Linked DNA regions of Drosophila melanogaster: region 2 is linked to region 1. The links are chromatin contacts, called in public Hi-C maps. All regions are on one chromosome and are shown on one strand. The core of a region is the stretch at or near the end of the contact, and the rest is flanking DNA. Distances in the headings are between cores, read along the strand shown.

Region 1 (7,202 bases), core at 3,450-5,949:
AATAGTCGAGTCGATCTGGCCATGTCCGTCTGTCTGTCCGTCCGTTTGAACGTTGAGAAGCCAGGAACTTTAAAAGTTAAAAAGTTGAGATTAGAAACAAAGATTCTAGGGACATACAGGCAGCGCAGTTTGTTGATCCATGTCCCACGCACACTCTAACGCCCACAACGTTTCACGTTTTTGAACCGTTTTTCGGTATTTTTTCATAATGGTATTAGTCTTATAAATGTCTATCGATTTGCAAAAAACTTTTTGCCACGCCCACTCTAACGCCCTAAAGTCGCCAAACCTTGCACGTCCACACTTTAGAACAATTTTTTTTATTTATTTTATTACCCAATATCTACCGATATCCCAGAAAAATTATGAAACTTCCGCGTTTGCATTCACACTAGCTGAGTAACGGTTACCTGATAGTCGGGGAACATAGACTATAGCATTATCTCTTGTTTTTAATCTGATGTAGCTTAAGTATGACTGTAAATGTCTAAAGTAAGGCTGAGTTAATAAACGCTTAAAACAAATGTATGTATGTTCATCTTTGGATATACATATTTGCTTTTGGGGAACAACTACGGATATGGTTATCTTTCCACGGGGTTCTATTTTTTATATTTTTAACTAAGGATTGGCGACTGGACCGTTGTTCAATCACTATAGCACTGAAAAAGTTGGCAGCCTCAAAACTTCAAACTTTTGGCAGGTCTCCCTTTTTAAGTCACTGATATATAATTCTTTATTCAGTCTACATCAATTTCAATTGTGATTTTTCGGTAAATATTGTTACGATAAAAATGGGAACAGCAAGCGCGTTACCTTTGAAACAGCCACCTTCCCACGACCACCAGCCGCGTCTGAACGAGGTGACCCAAAAGTTTCTCGCCGATTTGGTCGAGGAGAGCCAGTGATTGTCCGCGGAGTTTCCACTTTGCGCACTGCTAATTGCCGAGGGTAAAATCAATTCGGCCCTTTACAGGGTATTTTAATGGTATTAATCCCACATTGCAGCTGTGGACCGTGTCTATGGCACTGGACGTATTCCCGGCAAGGAGTTATACGCAGACGTGTACAAGCAGAAGCCGATAAAGATTACCCAAAAGGTCTTCGTGCCCGTTAATCAGTATCCCAAGGTGGTTTTTTATACAATTAGCTATCCACTCCGACCGCAAAATGAATCCTTACACTTGCGCAGTTCAACTTCACTGGCAAGATCCTGGGGACCAAGGGGAATGCTCTCTTGCGCTATAAATTCCCACAACAAATATTAATCTTAATTTTTGATTTGCATGCCTATTATGTTTTGATTTTGATTCCTGAGCTTGTAATTTTCTATGATAAATTCAAAAACTAATGAAATAAAACGCATTGAATGAATTTTATAAATTTTTTGCAATCCGATCTAACTATGCCCGATATACAATCAAAATATGCATTACCTAATTAAACAATTAACTTACTAGCGTTAAAAGTTAGTTAGTTATATATCTAAAAAATAAATTGATAATGAAATAAAGCGGTATGAACTTATCACATCCTTTTATCAAATGAAGCAAAGTGAAACGATTCAAAAAAACTTTATAATCCATTACAATTTTATAAATGAACAAGAATATTAATTAAACATAAAATAATTAAAATATTTCAGGTTTTCTATCTTTTTTGTAAGATATTTTAAATTCCCTTAGGACTATGAATCCGAAGACTTTTCATATGATAAGCCGTAAATATACACATACACCGGCAACTTGAAGAGCAAGATTTCCTCAAATACACATTTTCAACAGTCCCAATAAAAAATATCCCAAAATCACTTTCTGATTATATAAGAAATATTTAATGTACAACTAATATATGGAAAATGTTCCCGTTTTTCAAAAACTTAATACATATATTCAATACGCATTTTTAAATTAAATAGTGGTTACACGATTTGATTTACATTGTGCAAATAAAGTGATCTGCGTCAATGCTGGAATAAATGTGTCCCTCGGAAATCATAAAGTCCAGAATGTTGCTGTAAAAATAGGAACAATAAAATGTTATAATTAATATTAATTAATAAAGAATATCAAATGATGCAATAGTTTTGGATAAACAACTTACGTCAACTCAGAGTCGCTGATGTGGGAGAATTTGGCTTTCAGTTCCTTGCGGGAGATGCCCTCCTCGGAAACATTGCTCTTGATGGCCTGGAATACGGCCTGCTGCTTGGGCTCCAGCCCACTGACAATGGCCGAGCTCTGGGAGGCGGTGAAATCAGCTATGGAGCCTGAGCCGGAAGAAGCCCCTGCACCAGCTCCAGCTCCACCCTTGCTCTGGTAGTCCTCGGCCCTGTAGCGGGCATTGAGTACTTCCAGCAGGTGGGTGCACACCTCGTTGGGATCCAAAACGGGCAGTAGCTTGAAGATCATTAGGGTTTTGGAACCGCCTTGCGACCGGGTGGTGCCGTAGACCTTCACGTAGTTGTTGACCATTACTTCGGGTGCCTTGAGAGCGTCGCCCTCCTCAAGCCAGTAGTGCGCATCGATCCTGCCGCTATGATCCTCCAGGGTGTAGGTGATCTTCGTCGAGGAAGTCTCCACGTTCCGCACTATGGCCACAACACATGCCATGGCGTACTGCATGCCGAACAACTCGATGTTTCCCTCTGGGGCGTCCACAATCTGCTTCACCACCAGGGGCACTATTCCCTAGTTGCAATCATACGGAATCATGTTAGGTTGTGCAACTTTACTGGCGTCTCACTCACTTACTTCTCCCTTTTGATTGCTGGCGGCTCCAGTTGGCGCAGTTTGTGTGGCATTGAAATCTCCAACTAAAACGAGCTTCGTTATTAGTTCCCTTAATTTCTCTGAGCTACGGGCTATACTTACATGAATCATTCATTTTCTTGGCTTTTGAGGGATTTGTAATTGAGTATTCTATATAATTTCACAAGGGCCGCTGGTAAACAATAAAACGCGCGAACGTAGAGCTGATAGTGTGGCCGTAGGTCGAACACGTAGGAATAACATCTATTTAGTATATAAGAAATACGAAATATTGTAGTGTCAATATTTCAATATTTTTCCTGAAAAACTGAATTATTGTAATAAATTGGGAATATACCTTTTTCAGTTAAAACAAAAAAAGAAAAACCACAAAATTTTTTATTTTTTACAGGACTTACAGCCCCCTTAATAATTCATTTATTTTCTTATGGGTAACACAATATTTTTCTTAGCACTAATAATTTCAGAAACACTTAGAAACCTAAAACCTTTTTCAGCGTTCGCTGAACCTCTTTCCTATCGGTCTTTCTTCCTTTTTTCTTTAGTTTCAGCATGGGCTGAAGGACAAATGTCCTTGTTCAGGCACTCCCCACAATTTGGCTTCACTGGGGTGCAAATGGTTTGTCCGAATCCCACGAACAAATGATTGACCTCTGACCAGAGGCTGAATGGCAGCCACTTCTCCAACGCCACACGGGTTTGCTCGGGCTCCTTGGTGGGCTTCGGCACCCAGCCCAGCCTGTTAGAAAGGCGGTGGACGTGGACGTCCACTCCGATTCCGGTTATCTTGTTCCAGGCCACTGCCATGCATATATGGGCCATCTTGGGGCCAACTCCTGGAAGAGCTACAAGGTCCTTGACATTATCTGGAATGTCCGAACCATACTTGTCCGTCAGTATCTCCACGGTTTGCTTGAGGTATTTAGCTTTGTTCTGGAAGAGATCGAGAGTAAGTGCGATATATTTATTTATTATTAATTCCACCAAACCTTGTAGAAGGATACGGGATGCAGTAAATTCTCGAGTTCAGTCACTGGCATTTCCTTTACTTTCAGTGGAGTTAGACCTCGGTCTTTAAGGCGATTCATGGCTTCATAAGTAGTTTGGTCTTTGGTTTGACTGGACAGCATCAATGCCACTAAGTTTTGGAAGCGCTGGGTCTGCAAGGAAGTTGTTTGCTTGTAACATATTCTTCTATGTACTTAATTCCACTTATTGGAAATACCTTCGAGTCTGCTTTTAAATCGGCGCATCGGTGGCATCCCATGGTGTCCACTGGCGCAGTTCTGGAGTTTCTCATAATGCGAATGTTTTCTAGGTGGTTAAACCACAAAGGATGTGGTGCTTGCACCTCAGAAAAAGAAGGGGAATCCTCCGGAGCTTCCTGTTTTATTTGGGGTTCCACCTCCTCTCTTATCTTATCCACTCTCACTGGGGAGTCCACAGCATCAGGGACCACCTTGCATATGACCACAGTAGCCGAACCCATTTGAACTCTGGTTACCATGCGATCATCCTTTCTAAACTTTTTGGGTGCCACTCGAGCTGGAGACAAGGGCTCCATTTTAATGTTAGTTTTCTTCACGGCTTCCCCATTTAAGAGACGCTGCTTGCGGGTTTGCACGGGGGAGAAGAACACTGAGCTACTCGATCCTGCTGCGCCAGCAGATACACCAACCAGATCCTCTATATCCTGGAAGATTTAGAAACTGCGTCTTGAGTATCAATTTCATTGTTTATCATGCATTTCCGCCTACCCTCACGTTATCCGCCCTATTTGGACGACTTTTTATTTCCGTGGGTTTTATAAGATCTCCGCGTTTTGCCAACTTGTTGGCCAACGTTAATTTCTTTACATTTTTGGCCATAGCTAATACAATTTCTGCGCTTCAGTTTCAGTTTCCATGTTTGTTTACATTTCGAACCTATCGATTTCGATGTAGGAGAAACGGCCACACTTTACAACTAAGTAGCCGGGAACATTTGAAATTTCGAAATATTCAACTCATGCAAGTTAGGATTTTAAGAACCATTTTTCGTATGCTACAGCATAATAAGTTATAAGCTATTACAATACATTTTAAGCCACAAATTTAATTTTAATGCACTTGATTTAAAAAAAAGTACAAACTTTTCGATTTCGTTATCAACAGCTCATAAAATTTAACAAAGATATTTAAAATAAATTTTATACCCGATATTCGTATACTAGATTCGTTGAAAAGTAAGTAATAAGCAGAAGGAAGCGTTTCCGACCAACTACATATATATATATTCTTGATCAGGATCAGTCGATCTAGTATGAACGTCGAGATCCCAGGAACTATAAAAGCTAGAAGGTTGAGATTAAGAACAGTGGTTCTAGAGACATAGACGTAGCGCAATTTTGTAGAACCGATTTCCAATCTAACGCCCATAAACAGCCCGAAATTGTCATGCCCAAACTTTTGAAAAATGTTTTACTATTTTTTGATTTTTATGTTAGTTTTGTAAATTTATATGCCAAAATACTTTACGCCCACAAGCCGCGTAAACCTGTCACGCCCACATTCTCAGCAACATTTAAATTTTTATTTTATTATTTTGTTTCCAATTTCTACCAATATTCCAAAAAATATTGAAATTTCTCGTTCACACTTCCAGCTGTGCGAGGGAACTCGACTATAGCATTCTCTCTTGTTTTTAATCTGATGGGTAAGTAGCTTAAGTATAGCTAAAGTAAAGCTGAGTTAATAAACGCTTAAAACAAATGTATGTTCATCTTTGGATATACATATTTGCTTTTGGGGAACAACGGATATCGTTATCTTTCCACAGGGTTCTATTTTTTTTTATATTTTTAACAAAGGATTGGCTACTGGAGCGTTGTTCAATCACTATAGCACTGAAAAAGTTGACAGCCTCAAAACTTCAAACTTTTGGCAGGTCTCCCATTTTAGTTCACTGATATATAATTCTTTATGTAGACTGACATAAATTTTAATTGTGATTTTTCGGTAAATATTGTTACGATAAAAATGGGAACAGCGAGTGCGTTATCTTCAAAACAGGATGGATCCCGAGTCGTCCATGAACATTAACGGACTCTATCTGGAGGTCCACAGGTAATGGGGATCCCTTTGCATATCGATGTTACTTGACAAGCGAGTTGAGCATGTGACATACAACGGGTTGCCATTGGGCAAAGAGTAAAAATCTATTGTTATTTTGCAGATCTGTCAACGACAAGGTGTTGGGTGGCAACAGCAATGGGTCTCTCAAGTACATCAACCCGATTAAGCAAGGTGCGCGAAATCCGCCCGAGTAAGTTACTTGTAAAGTAATGGACCTGAGACTCCCCGCGTCCTAGCAGTTCCTTGAATCCGAGCCAACATGCGTTGAGCCAACAACTAACATTTTGGTCTTTATAGACTCGACTATGTGGAGGAGGTGGCCTATGTCATCCTCCGTCTATTACATAAGGTAGTTTTATGGGATGCACCTTGGGATTTATTTCGGGGAACTCGACTATAGCATTCTCTCTTGTTTGTATACCACAATACTGTAATAACAACATTGTAATCAAAAAATTGTATTTCTCATTAATCGCAATCGGCTTTTAAGAAACAAAAAAAATGGAAAATGGAATATATTTGAATTATATACGCTCTAATCATTGAGATAGCAGTCTTCTTTCGTGGGCCTGCAAAGAAAGCATTACCAACAAAACAAAATTAATAAATATTCATCTACTGACCTCAAGTGCCAGCTTCAGAAGGTGCTCGAAACTCGACCGACCCGTCTGGAGCACCATCCCGTAAAAGACTTTGCTCCACGATTGGGTCAGTAGTTCGAATGGTGATCCGAACTCCACTAGAGTACCAGCGTCCAGAACCATGACCCTGTCCGAATCGATGATCGTGTTCAACCTGTGAGCTATGGTCAGAACTGTGCAATCTCTGAACTTCCTGCGAATGGTGGATTGTATGAGGGCGTCTGTTTGGGGATCTACATTTGCGGTAGCCTCGTCCATCACAAGGATGCGGTTCTCGCGGAGAATCGCCCTGGCCAAGCAGACCAACTGCCTCTGACCTACACTGTAGTTGGATCCGCCCTCGGCAACCACACTTTCCAGGCCATTCGGCAGCTCGGATACCTCATCTTTGAGGTGCACCTGGCGAGGGAAAATGGTTTAATTATAGTTATGATTGTCAGGTTTGGTAATTACTCACCTCTTCTAAGGCCTCCCACAATTTTTCATCAGCATACTGTTCAAAGGGATCCAAATTGCAGCGCAGGGTGCCGGAAAATAGCACAGGTTCCTGGGGAATTATAGAGATCTTGCTGCGCAGATCATGAAGCCCAATTCCAAGAATATCGGTGTTGTCTATCACCAAGGATCCTTCGTTGTAGGACAGCCTAAAGAGGGCATTTATAAGGGAGGACTTTCCG
Region 2 (7,202 bases), core at 2,790-5,289, 340 kb after region 1:
CTAAGCTCGTATCTACAAAGAAAGATTAAAAGACAAATTGATGAATAGGAATATGTTGCCGGAAGTCCAAGAGATTTGGCTGAAAGTATCGACAAATTTTCAACACATCGTTCATGGATATTGTGCTAACACTCTCAGTTTGAAAATCATTTTCTGTTAAACTTTCTATATAATAAGTTCTCCATTCGATTTTGTATTTACAATTTGTTTCTTTAATTTTCCTTTATCAGTTGTATCTATGAAACATGAGGATCTCAGTTCATATTGATCGTGTTCTTCTGCCGTACACCGCTTCTGTCCGTTAATGTAAACCATAAGTATAAATGAAATTAGTTAAATGTTTATTTATAAATAAAGCGCTATAATAAATTTCAATACATTTATCATAGTTAACTGATTAAGACCACTGAAATCAAAAATATTTTATTTACTAAGCAAAGCACACGCAAACAATTTATAATGTTTATTACGTTAACAACAAACTCATTTTTAATAATTCTTTATGAATACACAAAGTTACGCAATTTTCCCTCTAGGCGCATTGCTTAAATAGTTAAAGAAAAATAATAAACCCATAGCGCAATATTTAATGTAAAACAGTTTTCCTTGCGTGTGATGTTTGCTCTAGCTACGTACAAATTCATCATTTATTAAATTTAAAACTCAATTTTGCTTTTAAATAAATTTAATAAGTAAAATTCAACAATAATTGATATACAATTGTCAATGCAATATTTTGTAATAAAAATGCGAAAAATCAATATTAGTTTCACTGTTATTACGGAGCCTAAGGGTATACTAGATTCCTTGAAAACAGGTAAAAGGAAATGTTCCCAACAGCTTATTCAATCTGGCTCTGCCCTTTCGTTTGAATAAACTGATACGTCAAAATTCTTATAGAGTAAAAGGGTATATTAGATTCCTTGTTAAGTATATAACAGGCAGAAGGAAGCGTTTCCGACAATGTAAAGTATATTCTCGATCAGGATCAATGGCCGAGTCGATCTAGGTATGTCCGTCTGTCCGTATGAACGTCAAGATCTCAGGAACGATAAAAGCTAGAAGGTTGCTAGTCAGGGAAGTCGACTATAGCATTCTCTCTTGTTTTTAATCAATATTTTGCCATTTTTGATCAATTTTTATCAAACAGCGTGGCAGTTTTTTGCGGTTTTAGGGCTATAGAATGGGCGGGTCAAAAAGTTGTTTGGCAAATCGACAGAAATTTTTAAGACTAATAAAAATATGAATAAATATCAAAACATTTTTCAAAAGTTTGATTATTATCCTCGTTTTTCTCGATGTTTATGTAGGCACGCTCCATATCTGCTTTTAATCAAAACATTGAACAACACAAAAAATGTAACAGTAACTATGTTTGGGATAGAATGATTGATAAATGAGTGCTTGCAACAGGTCCTGAAATTTATAGACTGAACGGTTACCCGATATATATATATATATGTATGTATATGTTGTTAGTTATTCATTGGTTACAAATTAATTTATTTTATTGTATTGCTTATATAAAGACATGAGTTTATAATTTAATGGTGGATACAGATTTTTTCTAATTTAAAGTAGCAACCGAAAGTTACAACAAAACTAGTATGTGTAATCTATACATCCCACATTAGTAGTACAGAATAATTTAGTAATAATATATATACATACTTTATAATGGTACGAATTAATCCATTTGAAAATTTGTATGTTACAACTTTAGAACATTTGTTTGCCCAAAAATAAGGATTCATATTTTTAAATAAAATTCTTATAAAGGAATGTGTTTAGATGGTTAGAAAGAGCCACCACTATCTTAGAATATGTTGCTAAAGTTTCAGCGTTGCAAGCTTATTTCAGAACGTTGCCTCAATCATACTAACGCCCACAACTGTCACTGCTACAGTTTTGGAAAAGGTTTTGATTTTATCATTTGTCTTGCACATTGTATCGATGTGCCAAAAATATGATGAGGCCAAACATATACAATGGTCATATCCAATAGTCAGAAATTAATAAAAACAAACAAGTTTTTTAAAAATACCGCACATGCAATTAGTGCGCATAGTGACATCTGCAGTCGCTAAAAGAGACCCAAGTGTTAAAAGCTTACTCGACTAGAAGCTATAAATGGCGATTAATTCCTCTAAGGGAATACCCTCGATGTCCTTATGAAGGCAGTGGAGTAGCACAGAAAGGTAAACAGTACCTACGACTGATTTATTGAGATTTGTGGAAAAAGTACTACAGCCACACTGAAAACTCAACTCTGCTGTTAAACAGCTGAAGACAAGTAGACAGGCAGACAAACTCTAAAAATGAACGGAAAGTATGTAGTTAGCGCCATCCGAGCTCTCCGGTTGACCAATTTCAGCCAGTGCAAAGGAGCCGCTAGCAGTTTCACTGTGCGCCACTATGGTAAGCCGCGATAGCCAGAATAAAAACGTGTGTTGCCATTTCATAACATCCCGCGATCGGCGGTTCTTCTCCTGCAGCCTCTCCTCCCAAGCGATTCTACAAGAAGACTTCCGTACTGAGCGGCGACAGCGGCTATGAAGTGGTGTTGGATCACCGGAAACTGAAAACGCCCAAGGGCACACCCTTCATCGTCCGCAGCGAACCCCTGGCCATTGCTGTAGCCACTGAGTTCGACGCTCAGAAGGAAAACATCGAGCGTTCCCGCATGCACTTATCCGCGCTCTGCTTCACGGCCATTGACAATCCCAATCACCTCTCCAAGTTGGACATGGTCAACTACCTTCTCAACTTCATCGCCACAGACACGGTGCTCTTCCAGTACGATGTGAGTGAATCAACTGAGAATTAGAGTGCACATTCCACAGACATATATCTTTTGCAGGACGAAAAGGACCTGCAGGACCTTCAGGTGAATGAATGGGACCCGGTGATCGCCTGGTTCAACCAGCGCTACGACACAAACCTGCAGAAGACCATGAACATAACGCCGCCTCAGGTCAGCGAGCAGGATAAAATGAATGTCGCAAAGCATTTTCAGTCCTACAGTTTGGAAACTCTGCATGGTAATGCAGACCATAAGTCTGGAGTTCAACGTCTATTAAATATATTTTCCTCCAGGCTTCATTTTCGCTGTGGACACCTTAAAGTCGATTGTCCTTGCCTGCGCCGTCATCGAGCAGATGCTTACCGTGGAGAAGGCTGTGGCCCTGGCGCGTCTAGAGGAAGAATACCAACTTAAGTTCTGGGGTCGCGTGGAGTGGGCACATGATTTAAGCCAACAGGAGTTGCAAGCACGCCTGGCGGCTGCCGTGCTCTTCGTACACCTTAACTGTTCGGAAAACCTTGTTAAGCAAAAGATAATTCTTTAAAATTAAAATACCTGTTCAACATACATATGAGCTGACTACCACAGGGTTATGGTAGCACGTATGTAGGTCTCCTAGGACCTAGGACATAATAATAGATGTATATAAATCGTGCCTAGTTTGAAACTTATCAAGGTCAGGTCATCCTCCCTTTTTTTTTAGCTCTTACCGGTTTTTTTTTGTTGTAATAATACGGTTTATATTATCATTTTTTCATACTTTCTTTAAGCACGAAAGTAACATACTCTTTTGACGTCTCTTATAACACAACTGAATTTTAGTTCTGATTTTAATTAGTAAGCCACAAGGATTCTGGTACAGCAATACGTGGAGGCAGTGAACATAAGGAAGTACATTAAGTTTTTTGGAACTACACATGTACAAATGTGTAGGATATATGTAACATTTTTAAATTTGAATGAGATTACTAAATTTTAGAAATATTTAGTTTGTTTAATCCTAATTTAAGGTTCGGTTTTTTTGCACCTTGACATAGAACCCTATTTTTGGAACCCATTGGCAAAACATGGACATTTATTTATCTTACTTAAGAAAAAATTAAGTGCTAGTGTAATAGGCGCTTAGAGGAAGTCTCAAAAAACAAAAATAATTAAGCAATTTTTTTTCGTAGGTGTGGTATATTCTGATAAATACTTGCTTGGTATTTTAAAATAGTTACGGTACAGTCCTACTGTACACTGCGGTCACACTGGTTCGGACGTGGGTGGCGCATCATCGGTGGTATTCTGTTGCTAATTAATCAAGTGCAAAACTACATTTTTCGCCAGTAAATCCGAGGAAAGCTAAGTTTGCAAGAAAACAAACGAAAGCAAAGGCAGTTGATAATATTACTGGCGCGTTTGGTAAGCAGCGTCGTTCGAGTGCGTGATTGTTCCAATGTTTGTGCTGGTGTGCGTTTGTGAGTGCCTTTTCACTAAAAAAAAATGTAAAAAAAAGTGTTGCCAAAGCAGTGAGGCATACATTTTCCCAGTCGCTTTGTTTCAAACGAACGAGATTTGCAAAATGCGATTTATAGACCAGAAAACAAATCTGTATCGTTGCGCTGGGGATATTTATCATTTGAACCATCCCTTTTCACTGTTCTCGGTAGAGGGGATGTGAAAAAACCAGCGACTACATCAACAAAAGCGTGTGTGTGAATATAACAATCTCGTTGTTCCCTAGTTTAGTTGCTAAGAAGCATTTTAATAATTGTGAAATCCCAGTACCGAGGACGACAACAAATGTAGATTTTTTCAAAGCACAAACAACTGCAGCACGACGTTCGTCGCCCTTCGGGAGCGGTTGTATTGGTGTTCCGTGCTGTTGTGTTTGTGCTACCACCTTGTTCGATTTTAATGTGTTGTTTCTGTTTTTCACATCAAAGCTCCGTATTTCGTGCGGAAAGTGTAAATGGCGTGTTTTAAATATTATTTCGGATGTGTCTCCGCTATATAATCAGCTGTTTGCAACGTTAGCGTTGACGCCCACATTTGAGCCCACTGTGTGCAGAATTCAACTAAAAGGTAAGTCCGATTGAGATAATTGTATTGTAAGCAAACACCAAACAGTCACACTTTTTACTATTTATATACATGGCTTACAGTGTTACCTCCTTAAACCGAATTTCATGTGTGTACACATTTACACGTATACGCATTGACTTCTTTTGTTCTTTGTTTTTATTCCCTGTCAGAGAGTATATTGATTTTAGGTGGACATTTGCGACCATATAAAATATATATATTCCTGATAAAGAATATTTAATATATCTTCTTTTTCGGTATACACCAGTGTTTGACAGTATATAATTTCGGTTTTAAACAGAAATCTGGATGAAGCTGTTCTATCTTTAATATCAAATTACGGAAAGGGTATATAAGCTCCGGTTTGTTGAAGCTACTATTCTTAATTTTAATTTTAAGTTGGTCTATGCTAATTGTGTTTTATCCTGATTTGTTTTTATCTTTTACTGTTTTTTTTTTGTACATTTTGGGAAGCTGAAACAATTTCTGATTAATTTTTAAAAAAGCGCGCCCTATAGGTAAATTTTACTGTGTAATTTAGTCGAATGATATTGGGCAGATTGGGCATGCAGATTGCAGTGACGTCGGCGGAGCTTAAGAATGTTTATGACTTCGTCTTCTAAAATGTTAATGTTTTTGAAAAAGGCTCTTAGAGAATACAATTGATTTTCTTGCCAATTAAAAAATATAATTCTGTCATAATCGTGGACGTCTGATATAGAATCTGCGAAAGGTCACGCTTTTAACTTTGCGTCAATATTTGGTCACCCACCGTTGGTTTGGCATATAAATTGCCGGGCTTTGGAATTTCAGTTTCGCAATGAAGTGTAAGGTGTGAAAAATGTTTGCAATAATCAAATCAAATCAGCACCAATGAGGTTAAACGGGGGAGGGCAACCCTGAATTGCTCGTTCAGATCTGACTTCGTCTGCTTCTGTAATGAGGATGTGCTCAATTAGATTCAAATCCATGTGGGTTCATAACGAGAAACAGGGAAAGTTCTACGGTTTCGGCTTTTTAGTGCTTTACTAACTAGAAAAATGGAATGGGTGTGCCCTTTAAAATATAACTAAAGAATACAGAACATAATTGGGGCTGTCAATGCCTTTTGTATCACCTTGCTTATTTATAGTTTGTATATTTTATACATATATCAATTTAAGCGGTTTTTGAATAATAATAGGGTATATTGATTTAAGCCAGAACTTTGTGCCGCAGTGAAGTATATAGAGATTTTACCAGATTCACTCGATTTGTTAAAAAGTATGTAAAAGGTTTTGAGTCCTTCCTAATGAACTCCTCGATCTCGGGAACTATAAAGGCTAGAAGTTGATATTAAGCATGCAGATTACAGAGACATAGACGCAGCCCAAGTATGTTTTAAATGTTTCATTTTAATATAGTATTTCCTGATCTGTATCGTAAGACAACAAAATTATGAAACTTTGCGTTCGTATTCCCACTAGCTGAGTAACGGGTATCTGTTAGTCTGGGAATTCGACTTTAGCATTCACTTTTGTTATACCCCTTACTCTACGAGTAATATGCTCTACGAGTAACGGTATGTAATAGGTACGAATATGTAATAGGCAGAATGAGGCGTTTCCGATCATGTAAAGTATATATATTCTTGATCAGGATCAATAGCCGAGTCGATTTGGCCGTCTGTCCGTGTGAACGTCGAGATCTCAGGAACTGTAAAAGCTAGAAGGTTAAGACTCAGCGTATAGATTGTAGAAACAAAGACGCACAAACCGCACAAAACTGCCACGCCCACACTTTTAGAAAATGAGTTGATATTTTTTCATATTTTTATTGGTTTTGTAAATTTCTATCGATTTGCAAAAAAAACTTTTTGCCACGCCCAAAAACCGCATTTACTGCTTGCTTTTTTATAATTTTATAATATAATAATAAAAATTATATATAATATAATATAATATATATAATGTAATATAATAGATAATATAAATAATATAATATAATATTTATAATATAATATAATATTTATAATATAATATAATATATATAATATAATATAATATAATATATATAATATAATATAATATAATATATATAATATAATATAATATATAATATATATATCATAATGTTCATTATGAACTATTTATACCAGTTACTCGTAGAGTAAAAGGTTTTACTAGGTTCTTTGAAAAGCATGTAGGTAGAAGAAAGCGTTTCCGGTAGTTTAAAATATATATATATTTTTTTTTTATCTGAATCATAAGAATTTAATACATTATATTTAACAGGGACTTAATCGAACACTTAACTATCCCACCAAAAAATTTAACGAACATATATATGGTAA

Evidence for each region. A called contact is a pair of places that touch in the nucleus more often than the background predicts.
Region 2: a Hi-C map of the Kc167 cell line shows a contact between it and region 1, with 2.1 times the contacts expected there.

The regions. Positions count from the first base shown.
Region 1 is chr2L:20,923,161-20,930,362 of dm6, forward strand. Nthl1 (Nth-like DNA glycosylase 1) reads right to left here and starts at 4,700. Exons shown (of 4, transcript NM_136234.3): 1 at 4,529-4,700; 2 at 3,997-4,464; 3 at 3,761-3,931; 4 at 3,159-3,704. The coding sequence starts at 4,639. The coding sequence ends at 3,288. It overlaps RPA2 (Replication protein A2), which reads right to left and starts at 2,987. Exons shown (of 4, transcript NM_136233.3): 1 at 2,874-2,987; 2 at 2,754-2,815; 3 at 2,104-2,690; 4 at 1,815-2,014. The coding sequence starts at 2,886. The coding sequence ends at 1,936. CG9270 reads right to left here. Exons shown (of 7, transcript NM_206019.2): 5 at 6,983-7,202; 6 at 6,508-6,924; 7 at 6,296-6,453. The coding sequence ends at 6,424. It also overlaps the pseudogene CR33318 and the pseudogene CR33319.
Region 2 is chr2L:21,258,917-21,266,118 of dm6, forward strand. CG8671 reads left to right here and starts at 4,040. Exons shown (of 11, transcript NM_001299195.1): 1 at 4,040-4,207; 2 at 4,732-4,870. It overlaps l(2)k14505 (lethal (2) k14505), which reads left to right and starts at 2,252. Exons shown (of 4, transcript NM_001273739.1): 1 at 2,252-2,418; 2 at 2,496-2,803; 3 at 2,861-3,041; 4 at 3,097-3,495. The coding sequence starts at 2,319. The coding sequence ends at 3,347. mir-4974 (mir-4974 stem loop) reads left to right here and starts at 5,017; the gene lies at 5,017-5,118. Hr39 (Hormone receptor-like in 39) reads left to right here. Exons shown (of 8, transcript NM_165364.2): 8 at 1-759.